2 separate regions of the Sus scrofa genome follow, and region 1 is linked to region 2. The links are chromatin contacts, called in public Hi-C maps. All regions are on one chromosome and are shown on one strand. Each heading gives the region's core, a stretch centred on a gene start, on an enhancer-like site or on the middle of the called end of the contact. The rest is flanking DNA. Distances are from core to core; before and after follow the strand shown.

Evidence for each region. Hi-C and Micro-C count contacts between places; a contact is called where the count stands out from the background.
Region 1: a Hi-C map of retroperitoneal adipose tissue shows a contact between it and region 2, with 1.7 times the contacts expected there. The contact joins the promoter of BCL2 here to the promoter of VPS4B in region 2. A contact is called at or near these places in 3 of 47 Hi-C or Micro-C datasets (embryonic fibroblasts, heart right ventricle and retroperitoneal adipose tissue) and 1 of 2 datasets of contacts at active chromatin or transcription factors (alveolar macrophages).

The regions. Positions count from the first base shown.
Region 1 is chr1:158,333,465-158,339,447 of Sscrofa11.1, forward strand. BCL2 (apoptosis regulator Bcl-2) reads left to right here and starts at 3,939. Exons shown (of 2, transcript XM_021099593.1): 1 at 3,939-5,862. The coding sequence starts at 5,281.
Region 2 is chr1:158,230,922-158,237,273 of Sscrofa11.1, forward strand. VPS4B (vacuolar protein sorting-associated protein 4B) reads left to right here and starts at 2,118. Exons shown (of 11, transcript XM_003121699.5): 1 at 2,118-2,398. The coding sequence starts at 2,372.

The sequences.
Region 1 (5,983 bases), core at 2,689-5,188, 100 kb after region 2:
GTCTTTGTGCCAGTAACATATGGTTTCGATGACTCTAGCTTTGTAGTATAGTCTAAAGTCAGGGAGCCTGATTCCTCCAGCTCCACTTTTCTTTCTCGGGATGGCTTTGGCTACTCTGGGTCTTTTGTCAGTTTATTCACTTTAAATGCCAAGTCATTAATTTAAAAGGAAAAAAAATTGCCATGAGTAGATTTTTTCTGCTTTCCTCTATAAACCAAAAGCAAACATTTGCTGGCCTTTAAACTTGCACAACACAATGATTTATCTGTACTTTATTGCCTGGTTTCAAAAGTTGTTGCTTAATTATACCAAACATTTTTTGAGGTTTAGGACCCACCAAAAATTAGCCAGGTGTGTTTCTCAGTTAAACTAAGGTTTGTTGGTTTAGATTGGGCAAAAGAGGAGTTCCCGTCATGGCTCAGTGGTTAACGAATCCCACTGGGAACCATGAGGTTGTGGGTTCAATCTCTGGCCTTGCTCAGTGGGTTAAGGATCCGGCATTGCCATGAGATGGGGTGTAGGTCACAGACACGGCTCGAATCTGGCGTTGCCGTGGCTCTGACGTAGGCCAGTGGCTACAGCTCTGATTGGACCCCTAGCCTGGGAACCTCCATGTGCCACGGGAAGTGGCCCTAGAAAAAGGCAAAAAGACAAAAAATAAATAAATAAATAAATAAATAAATAAATAAATTGGCAAAAGTTTTCTGATGAGGACAAGGATGGTTTGAGAGCACACAGTGGATGATTTAGATGTGATCACTCTTACAGAAGATGGGCTCTGGAAATAAATTAATCAGGAATAGTACTAGTGTTAGTAACTATTACTAATAGGGAATTAGTATATAATAACATTATTATATAATGTTTTGTCAACAAAGTATGCAAATCATCTTAAATCTATCCTGTTCCACTGAATCATTTAGTATTAAGAGCTTATAGCATATAAGATATTTATGTCAATTTTATTTCAAAAAAGTTGGAAATAATAATGTAGGAGATACTTAAAATTGGAAATTAGTGTTTTGGATTGCTTATTCCATCCTGTGAGATGTTATATTTTTAAGCAGTTCATTTTTTCTTTTATGCAGCCTCTCTGCTTGTTTTTACTCTTACTAGTCAGTTCCCTTTGTTTACAGATTTATTTGCACTTCAGTATGCCTAAATGGTTTGGGTTCATGTTTTATATTTTTAACTCTTTCATCTTATTAGCTGTCAATTCCCTTTTCAACAGTGTCTTTCTATCCTCGTTTTAAATAAAAATTTTAATAGTTGGGAAGATTTGATATATACCTGTATGAAATATTAGTATGTTTAGATTAGAATAATGTCCTTTTTGAATTTCATAAACTTTAGGAACATTTACATTGGTGATGGATGAAGAGAACTTTCTGAAGGATGCTGTTAAATATCAACCAGTAGGTGGCGAAAACTGGCAATAAAAAGCTTTTGTTTGGCAGATTTGAGAATAAAGAAGGGAAAACACAGGCCTTTTAGACTCTTGACACAATCTCCATTCCCTCCGTTTTGTTCTTTTCTCCTCCTGGTGCTACCCTACTGCTAGAACCCAGCCAGGTGAAGCTAGGAAAAGGACCATCCATTGGCTTTTAAAGGTGGGACATATCTTGAGAAGTGAAAAGCCCACAGTGCCTACATTTGGAACATCATTGGAAGGTCTCTAAATTCACACTTAGGACTCCTGACTCAGACCAGTGCTCCCTCCACTAGCTGAACAATACCCAGAAACAACCAGTTAATTCCACTCTTCCAGGGAGTACTTGTCTTACCCTTTAGGTGGAATCTAATAAACATGAATGGAGGAAGGGTTTCATTCTTTTGATTGAAAGTATCCAGAACATTCCTCGGGAACGTACAGTACTGCTTTGGTCAAGAACTAATGCAGACCTGTCCTAAGAGTGTTTGATTATGGTCAAGATGCTACATAAATGTGGAAGAATCTGTAAAGTGAGGTTCTAAAGTAAAAGAAAAAAAAGGAAGCTTTTCTTTCTCTGGGAATAGGGTATCTGTTTCCTTCCGGTTGCCCGCTCTGTAGAAGTACAATCTCTTTTCCAGCTCTGGCCTTTCATTTCCTTACTCACATGCTGGGTCTCAGAAGCACTAAGGCTTTCAGTTCCCCTTAAGTAATCTTGAGGGTTTGACAAGGTTCTCAAACAAGGTTCTCTCATGATTCCTAAACCGTGATGTGTGGCATTAGCACAGGTTTCTGCTCTTTATGTGAACAGAGAGCCCAGATCAATCGATACCCAGTGTCTCTCTCCAGGACAGCATACCTCCACGCCGCTGCCATGGATAAAAGGCGACACTGTCACAGTTGGGAGGCAGGAAGTACCATCTTCATTCATTCTCTCTTGCCAGGATAAGACATTTGTACCAGACATCCATTCCTATATGCAAGAGGCTTGGCATTGTTAGCTGATTGGCTTTGATGGGTGAAGAAAGGAAAATAATTTGCTGTGCTTATTTTGCCAAAGAATGAATGCTTTGATTTTAGATTAGGAATGAGACAAAATAAAGGTAGTGTGAGAACATATTTGTACTTGTGGCAGTACTCACGTGTCATGTTTCTATGATCACAACAATCCAGTATCCCTATATGTTTGTTCTTGAGTTCTATTAGGTAAGCTACCCTGCTATTTGTAAATTTTTCTTGGTGCTTTATTTGTCAAAGACTCTTAGAGATAAAAATAAACACATGCCACTTGTTTGCTCTTTGTGCCTTTCTCCTGGGGGCTGTTCATGCTTGTGAATAAAAAAAAATGTGTATATAGTGCGTGTGCGAGTCTGTGTTTGTGTATAAATAACTCGAGAAGGTGCAGCTATCTAGATTGGCTGCTAGGTGGCCGTGGACCCACTTACCCTGGTTTGGGGGCTTGGGGCCTTAAGGTAGCCCTGTAGCCTCCCACGGTAGCGTGGCGGGCAGCCCCTAACCCAGTGCCCAGACTGTTAGTAGAGGAAAAACATTGACTTAACCACTTGAAAGCCCTTGGTATATACCCCACTAATCCCTCTGCCGGGCCACTGAGAGCTATGTCTGGCTTTGGTCATGGATGGTGTCACCGAAGTGTATTCTCTGCGTGGACACCTAGGAAGCAACTTGAAAGTAAACACACGCTTGGGGCTTCCCTCGCTGATGAATGTGCAGCAGCGTCGCCTCCGTTCGGAGGGCAGCGCTGAGGTCTCTTTGCTTCGGTCAGCATCTGCCAAGCGCTGGTGTGTACACACACAGGGGCTGCTGTGTGTACACACACACAAGGGCTTGTGTGTACACACACACACACACACACACACACACACACACACGGGAGCGCGCGCGCGGTTAGGGCCGAAGTGATTACTGGCGCTTGTTTTCTTGGCGCCCACCCCCGTCCCCTAGCAGCCACCCATCCGGCCGCGTGCGGTTCCCCCGGCGGCCCTGGCCGCTCGCCGGGCCCTCCGAAGGCCCGAAGAGGCCCCGCGCACACCCACCGCGCCGCGGCCGCGCGGGAGGCCTGCGCCGCCCGCGCCACCCACCGGCTGGGCCCAGCGGGCAGGCTGAGCGAGCGGGCGGGCGGGGGCTGTCCCGGGCTCGCCCTCCCCGGCCGCGGCCCTGCGCGCCATGTGTCCCCGCGGGGCGCGCCGCTCCAGAGCCGGCCGCGGCTCCTTTAACCCAGGGAAGGGGAGCGGGGCGGAGGGGGCGGAGGGGGCGGTGGGGCGGCTCCGAGGAGGGCTCTTTCTTTCTTCTTTTTTTGAATGAACAGTGTGACGTACATACAGGAAACCAGTCGGTTAGAGGAGAATGAAGTAAGAGGCCAGCCCCCCCGGCCCCGCGCCCGCCCCCTTCCTCCCTGCGCTGGCCCCCGCCCGCCGGGCTCCCGCCCGCCAAGCTCGGTTTCCCCGCCGAGCCGCCGCCGCTGCCGCCGCCGCCGCCGCCGCCGCCGCTGCCAGCGAAGGTGCCGGGAGCCGAGCCCTCCCCGCCGGCGCGGCCGTCATCGCCCTGAGCGGGAGCGCGGGGGAGGCGGGCGCAGCCAGCTCTGCCGCGCAGGAGCAGGAGGAGGAGAAAGGGTGCGCAGCCCGGAGGCGGGGTGCGCCGGTGGGGTGCAGCGGAAGAGGGGGTCCAGGGGGGAGAACTTCGTAGCAGTCATCCTTTTTAGGAAAAGAGGGAAAAAATAAAACCCTCCCCCACCACCTCCTTCTCCCCACCCCTCGCCGCACCACACACAGCGCGGGCTTCTCGCGCTCGGCACCGGCGGGCCGGGTGCGTCCAGCCTTCATTTATCAAGCAGCTTTTCGGAAAATGCATTTGCCGTTCGGAGTTTAATCAGAAGAGGATTCCTGTCCCCGTCCCCGGCTCGTCCACCGGCCCCCGGTCCCTGTCTCTCTCCCGTGGAGGCGTGAAGCGGCCCCGCGGATAGAAATCCATGTCCGTGCCCGCGCGTGTGTGTGCGTGTGTAAATTGCCGAGAGGGGAAAAATCACAGGACTTCTGCAAATCCCGGACTGAAAATTGTAATTCATCTGCCGCCGCCGCTGCCTTTCTTTTCTCGTGCTCTTGAGATCTCTGGTTGGGATTCCTACGGATTGACATTTCTGTAAAGGAGAAGTCTGGGAATCAAACTGGAAATTCTCCTAATTTTTACACCTCCTCCCCCAGCTCCTGATTCATTTGGAAGTTTCAAAGCAGCTATAACTGGAGAGTTCTGAAGATTGATGGAATCTTTGCCTTATGCATTTGTTTTGTTTTCACAAAAAGGAAACTTGACAGAGGATCATGCTGTCCTTAAAAAATACAAGTAAGTTCTTTGCACAGAAAATTGGCTTAATGTAACTTTCAATGGAAACATTTGAGATTTTAACTTTTAAGTGCATTCGAGTAAGTTTAATTTCCAGGCAGTTTAATACATTCTTTTCAGCTGTGTAACTTGTAGTGTGTTAAGCCCTGCTTTCACCCAGTGTATAAAGGGAAATGCACCTGATTTTGACTGATTAGTTTTTTTAACCTTTCAGCATCACGGGGGAAGTAGACTGATATTAACAATAATTAATAATGTGCCTCATGAACTAAAGATCCGAAAGGAATTTAAATAAAAATTTCCTGCATCTCATGCCAAGAGGGAAACACCAGAATCAAGTGTTCCGCGTGACTGAAGACACCCCCTCAACCAAGAATGCAAAGCACATCCAATAAAATAGCTGGATTATAACTATTCTCTCTTTCGGGGCCGTGGGGTGGGAAGCGGGGGCGAGAGGTGCTGTTGGTACCCGGCTGCTTTTCCTCTGGGAAAGGATGGCGCACGCTGGGAGAACAGGGTATGATAACCGGGAAATAGTGATGAAGTACATCCACTATAAGCTGTCGCAGAGGGGCTACGAGTGGGATGCCGGAGACGCGGGCGCCGCGTCCCCGGGGGCCGCTCCCGCACCGGGCATCTTCTCCTCCCAGCCCGGGCGAACCCCCGCTCCCGCCAGGACCTCGCCGCCGCCGACCCCGACCGCCCCCGCCGCCACCGCCGCCGCCGCCGCCGCCGCGGGGCCTGTACTCAGCCCGGTGCCACCTGTGGTCCACCTGACCCTGCGCCAGGCCGGCGATGACTTCTCTCGTCGCTACCGCCGCGACTTTGCCGAGATGTCCAGCCAGCTGCACCTGACTCCCTTCACCGCGAGGGGACGCTTTGCCACGGTGGTGGAGGAGCTCTTCAGGGATGGGGTGAACTGGGGGAGGATTGTGGCCTTCTTTGAGTTCGGTGGGGTCATGTGTGTGGAGAGCGTCAACCGGGAGATGTCGCCCCTGGTGGACAACATCGCCCTGTGGATGACTGAGTACCTGAACCGGCACCTGCACACCTGGATCCAGGATAACGGAGGCTGGGTAGGTGCATGTGTGGTTGAATGTGAGTCTGGGCTGCGCGTTAAGGGTCTGAGATGCAGTGGTTGGAGTGTGGGTGGGCTGCTCGACCAAGGGCGGGCGGATGAGCCAGTGCTATAAAATC
Region 2 (6,352 bases), core at 868-3,367:
ACCTGGAGTAGGTGTAAGTTCCCGGGCCAGGGACTGAACCTGTGCCACAACAGTGACCTCAGCCACTGCAGTGACAATGCTGGATCCTTTACATGATGAGCCGCACAGGAACTCTTTGACATTTTTTAAAAATTCTGGTTAGGCATTTTGTAGAAGTTTTATTTATTTATTTATTTTTTAAAAAAACACTCAATTTGTGTTTTTATGGCATTTTCTCATGATGAAATGTAGGTTAAGAACTTTCTAAAATACCACAGATGATACTCTTCTCATTGCATATTTGAGGGCAGGGTACATGATATCAACATGATTTATTTCTGTATTGGTGATAAAAGAGGAATGTTTGATTATTTGGTTCATATCCAGCATCTAAAGTACCCTGGCATATGGTATTACTCAATAAATAACTCAATGAATTCTCTTTTCATCATTACATGTCTATTTCTCCCACTAAATTGTAAACTCCTAAATGGCAAGGACCATATCTTATTCATCTTCAAAGTTTCCTAATACCTAGTGGACTTTTGTTTAGTGGGTGTTCAGTAAAACTTTAGAGATTGAATTGAAAGGTAAATTGGAGTCTGGTTGTACCTTCAGGCAAAAGCAAGTCTAAAAGTCACTAAGGAACCAGAGAGTTATTTTAAGCAGCTCAGTTTAATAGTTTAACTTTCATTTAGTGTCTACAATGTGCTCACATTCTAAGGGCTGGAGTCCTTACATTATTTTACCAGTAACTGAAAGGGGACAGAGGAGTGAGAAGAAGCATTGGTAGATGCAGGCAGAGGGCTTTATCTTTGAACCTGGATGACAGAGATTTGGTGATATCCTTCTGAGAAGGCAAGACAGAGAAGGAAGTATGAGGTATAATTAATTTGGCTTTCAATGTGTTGAATTTGTCTTGTGGGGAAACTATACAGTTTTTGGAGATCTCTGGGAGTGAACTGTTAAATACTGGGCAGAACACACCCTGGCCTGGAGATTGACATTGGAAGCCATTTCTATCCTGTTGTTATCTGGAGCCCAGGAAACGGTAAGAGGAGCAGAGATTGAGTAGTATGAAAGAGGATGCCGCACTCTTGAGGAAATTCTACCCTTAGGAATTAAGAATGGTAGAAAGTGAAGAGGATAGAGAAAGGACACTAGGACACTATGCAGAAGAGATTTCAATAACCGGGTAGTGACAATACCAATAAAAAGCAGGAGGGGGGTTCCCTGGTGGCCTAGCAGTGAGGATTCAGCCTAGTCACTGCTGCAGCTCAGGTTCCTGCCACCAGGGAGGTCAAAAAAGGGGGTGGGGGAGGGAAGTACTTCATTTAGGAGACGCCAGGTGATTAGAAAGGATTAGGAAGCTAAACTAAGAAAGGATGAAGAAAAACAGGACTGTGGCTGCAAACAACAGAAAAAAGGGTCTTTAGTTCTGCCAATAATCCCCGACTTCTGTGATCACATATAAAGCACTTAACCTCTCAGGCCATTAACTTTCCTTGTAACAATAACTGGAATAAGTAATATCTGATAAGAGTTGGGTGCAGCAGCCTGCATCCCCATTGGACTACCATAATGCCTTTGAAGACAGCAGCCATACATAACTTTTACTAAAGTTCTCCGGGCCTCCTAGAGCCTTGACAATGACCGTTGGGGAAATGTTCGTTGGATAAACTGTAAAGCGTGAGCAGTAACAAGTTCCAACGCATACTCAGACCTTCCCGCTCGCTTATCCCTGTGCAATGCGCCTAACCATGCAGCGCCAGCATTCTTCACAACCCGGAGTTAGGCACTGTAATTCCCCCCATTTTACATAAGAGTAAGTGTTAAGGGGCCCAAAGTCCCCAACCAAGACTGGATCACTTTTTTCATACAGCATCCACAGCCCGACAGAGCGCGCTCCATGACCTGGAGTGAAAGGAGCCAGAGCTAATAACAGCATTAGACATCAGGAAAAGGAAGAACACCGAAGGATTCTCAGCCCCCAGAGAGCCCCTCAGCCCCAGGCCGGAGTCTCAGTGCGTCTGCGCGCTGGCTGACTTCCGCCAGGCCTCGGGTAGGCTTCAGGGACCTCTCTCCCGGTCTCGCGAGGCCTGGGACTGAGGCAAGACCCGGATGGCTCGGGACAGGGTGGTGCGCATGTTGATGACGAAAGCGGAAGTTCTAAGGCCGGAGGTGGGAGTTCAGGATTGCGGAAGTTTTGTAAGGAGGGTCGGGCGGCTTTGAGATCGCGGTGCTGTTTTCAAATAAGTTGCGGAAAGGAGGCCGCTGTTGGGGGTTTGAGAGCAGCCAGCCTACGCACGTTTAGGGGTAACTCCGGGCCTGACTCGGCGTTGCTGCTGTTGTCTTCTGCCTCCCTTCCTCTTCGGGGAATCGCCTTTCCGCCATGGCATCCACCTCGCCCAACCTCCAGGTATCACTTTTCTCCCTCCCCCTGGAGAGCCAAAGCCGAGGGGGGCGCGGGGCGTAGGGTGTGGGGTGAAGTTAGGGGGCAAGGAGGAGAGAGGAAGCGGCCGCGCCCCTCTGGCCTGACGGAGGAGGGCTGTGCCGGCGTCGGGCGGCAGGTGGGCAGGTCAGGCCCTTTCTGCCAGCTTCCGGGGTCTCCCAAGCCCAGTGATTTTGTGGGAGTCTTGATTTTCATTAAGTTTTTTTTTTTGTTTGGGGGGGGGGCGAAGTGGCTTTTTTTTTTTCCTTTGAAAGCCAGCCGAGTTTAAACTGAACTGGGCACAGATTTGAACGAGAGGCGCAGAAGCTCCAATCAGTGTAAGGGAGAAAGGAAAGATTGTAATGTATCCAAAGCACCGACTGCTCTGGATTAGTTGAAAGTAGGGTGGTCCGACTTCTCTCCTAGTTTCTCAAGTTTGTATAGGAAAACCTTTCTTTTCGAGAGCTGTCAGGTGAATAGAAACGTGCAAACAGGCTCGAATTTAGAGGAATCGGTGAATTCATTGAGTTCCGCATTCATGTGCACTCACAGCTCCCAAAATGTAGTATATAAGATCAGAGAATATTCTTAAACTCTTTTGTGACTTCACCTTCCCATCCCTACCATAGTGAGCTCCGTGTTTGGTAAATAAATCCTGTAATTTTAAGATTTTAGACTTGTTAGATCTCTGTGGAATGGGGTTCACTGAGATGAGAATTTTGTTGTTGTCGTTGTTGCTTTTTAGGGCCGCACGCGCGACATATAGACGTTCCCAGGCTAGGGGTGGAATCGGAGCTACAGCTGCGCGCCTATGCCACAGCAACACCGGATCCAAGCCGTGTTTGCGACCTACACCACAGCTCACCACAGCGCCGGATGCCCTACCCACTGAGCGAGGCAGGCATCGAACCCTGATTTTTGTGGATACTAGCTGGATTCGTTTCCGCTGAGCCAGCAGGAGAACTCCCAGATGAGAAATTTTTGAGACAGTCACCAAAAAGAGGGTTGGGGTGCTTGTTTGGGACTTTTATCTTGAAAATCGACCAAAAATATTATAAAAATGTTTTATGTCTTTTGAAGTGCCCATCTTGCCTTTATCCTTACTGGTTTGTGAACAGTTAACTGCATAGTTTCATTCCATCATCTTTTTAAAAAAAAAAAAAAACTTTTTCTTTTGAAGTATAGTTTATTTACAATGTCATATTAGTTTCAGGTGTTCGGCATAGTAATTCAGTATTTTTACAGATTACACTCCATTAAAAGTTATTATAAGATAATGGCTGTAATTTCCTGTGCTATATACAATATATCCTTGTTGCTCATCTATTTTATACATAATCCACCATCTTTTCATTTGTCAAGACTGCGTGTGATTTGGGCATTCTGCAATGCAATTTTCATCTCTTTACTCATTTTTTTTTTTTGCTAGATTTGCAGTTTCGTTCTATAATCAGTTGTATCATATTTGAATTGGACTGTAGATGTTCTTCAGCGAATCAGCTCAAGATAGACCCATGTTAAAGGCATAGTTGCTAGTGTTAAACAGGGAGCTATAATGAGTTATAATTTTATCAGTTGTTGGGTCACAAGTGGGCTTTCTCATTCAACCTTTTCAGCCTTCTAATGTAGGAAATTTGGATGAAGAATATTCAGATAATAACTTTCTCACCGACCAAGGCTTGTGTAACTCTTCAGGGATAAGTGAGAAATGTTCCACAGAGGAGGTGATGTGAGCTTAAAGTGAAAGGTACTGACACTAATTGTCTGCCCAGTGTTTGATGTGATCTCATTTAGTCCTCAAAACAACTCTTCATTGTGATTATTATTCCACTTTCACAATATAATACACCAAGGCTTATTAAGGTTATGATTTACATGAAGACATACAGTTAATTGGTGTTGAAGATAATTTCGAATCCAGGTCCGTCTGCTTATAAGTGTGTGGTTTTTTCACTATAAAGTCACACCTTCTTAGACAAGAAAGTAGAATGCATTCCAGGCAGAGAAAAACAGCAAATGCCTCAGTCTAGAAGTGTAATAAACCTTGAAAGGGTTGAGAGAAATTGCAATGAATGCAGTATGCCTACAATTCAAAGTTTACTCAGTCCTGAATATGTTTTGAGTGTCTACTATGCCATGCATTTTGCTAAGTGGAAATTTGGAGGAAGCAAAGGTTAGGCTGCCAGGGATGGGGGGAGGGCTTTGCAGCTGGAGAACCATGACTGTGCTAAGTCTTGGAGAAGCTGGAGTTTTACAGGGAGACGGGGATAGGGTATTTCAGGTGGAGAGCCCTCGATAGACAAAGGCATGAAGTCTGAGCTATCCAAATTGTCCCAGTAGTTTGGTGTGACAGAAACAGTGTGTGTCAGGTACGAGGTTCAGCATAGGTAGGTCACATCATGAGGAGTGGTGCGTGCCATACAAAGATGATTGGTCCCCGTTCTGCTGTAGATGGGGCGTCAGAAGGCAGTGAGCTCAGGTTTTTGTTTGAGACCAAAACCATCATGTGTGTACAGGGGACAGGTTGACAGGTAAAGCAAGCGTGGAAGCAGGGAAACCAGCAAGGAGGCAGGATTCTGTGTGATGGGAGATGGTGAGGGCCAAAGTAGCACAGTACCTATTAGAATAAAGAATTGATCAGGAGTTCCCCGGTGGCTCAGCACTTTAAAGATCTGGTGTTGTCACTGCGATAGCTCTCATTACTGCTGTGATGTGGGTTCCATCCCTGGCCAGGGAACTTCTGTATGCTGTGAGTGCTGCAAAAGGGAAAAAAAGGATCAATCAGAGACAAATTGAAGAGGAAGAATAGTTAGGCCTGGATCTGTGTTTAGAAAGTGAGAGAGGAGCAGGAGGAGTTTTCTCCCAGCTTCCTTGATTGAGTTAGTGGGTGAGAATTGATTCTGGGATTACAAGAAGAGGGGGCATATTTGGGGCCAGGGTGATCCTGAACTTTTTGGGTTTGATATGCTTGTGGGGACAATCAAGCAGAAATGTCCTTTTTGCAGTTGAGTAGGTATATGTAGGACTCAGGCTGGACTGGAGATGATGATATCGGAGTTATTAGCACACAGACTGTAACAGAAGTGTGGGCATCGTGGAGAGTTTATAAAATGAGGAAAAACAAAGAGCAAGGTAAAAACCCAGTGGAATGTCAGCCTATAAGGAGAGAGAAAAGGGAGCCTGAAAAAGAATCATGACAGAGCCAAAAGTAAAACCTGGATAGGATGGTGCCTTGACAGCCAAAGGGAGAGGCTGTGTCAGGTGTGTCTTACAGAACTAAATGCTTACCTAGTTAGCCATAACTAAGGGAGAGGTTTAGCAGTCAGGAAGCAGGAAGCGTGGCCATGGGAAGAATCAGGAAACCAAGATGAACTTGGGGTTCTCTTTGGGCCTTTGCTGTGGAGATAAAGAGGTAAGTGAGATGTTAGCTACAGGGGGAACCTTGGAACTGGGGAGAGCTGATGTGCTTGTGTTGGTGTTTTGTAGCTATGAGTCTAAGGTAGAATTTACATACATTTTTATGCTGAGGAATGCCCCCGCTCCCAAGTCAGAAAGGTTAGGTTGGGGAGAACAGTTGAGTTGATAAAATTGAGGGGAGTCAATGTCAGCAGGAAGGTAGCGATATGAGCTCCAGAGCACATGCTGTGGGAGGAGAAAGAGGGGGAATTAGCCTTGAAAGACAGAGGCTAGGACATCTTTCCCCCTGTGGTAGGTAGTTCTGGAATTTTGCCCACTTTCCCAGCGTTTTCTAGCATGGACATGTCATGATCTCCTAATCTGGAAAGGACAGTCCCAGATGTTCCCCAACCTTTGTGCTTCCATCCTGGCTGATCCTGGGGTAGTAGATTCAGTCTTGTGCTAGCCTCTGTGCTAGACACTGGACTATAGAACAGCCACTTCAACAGACATGACTGCTATCCTCATGGAACTTACATTCTAGTG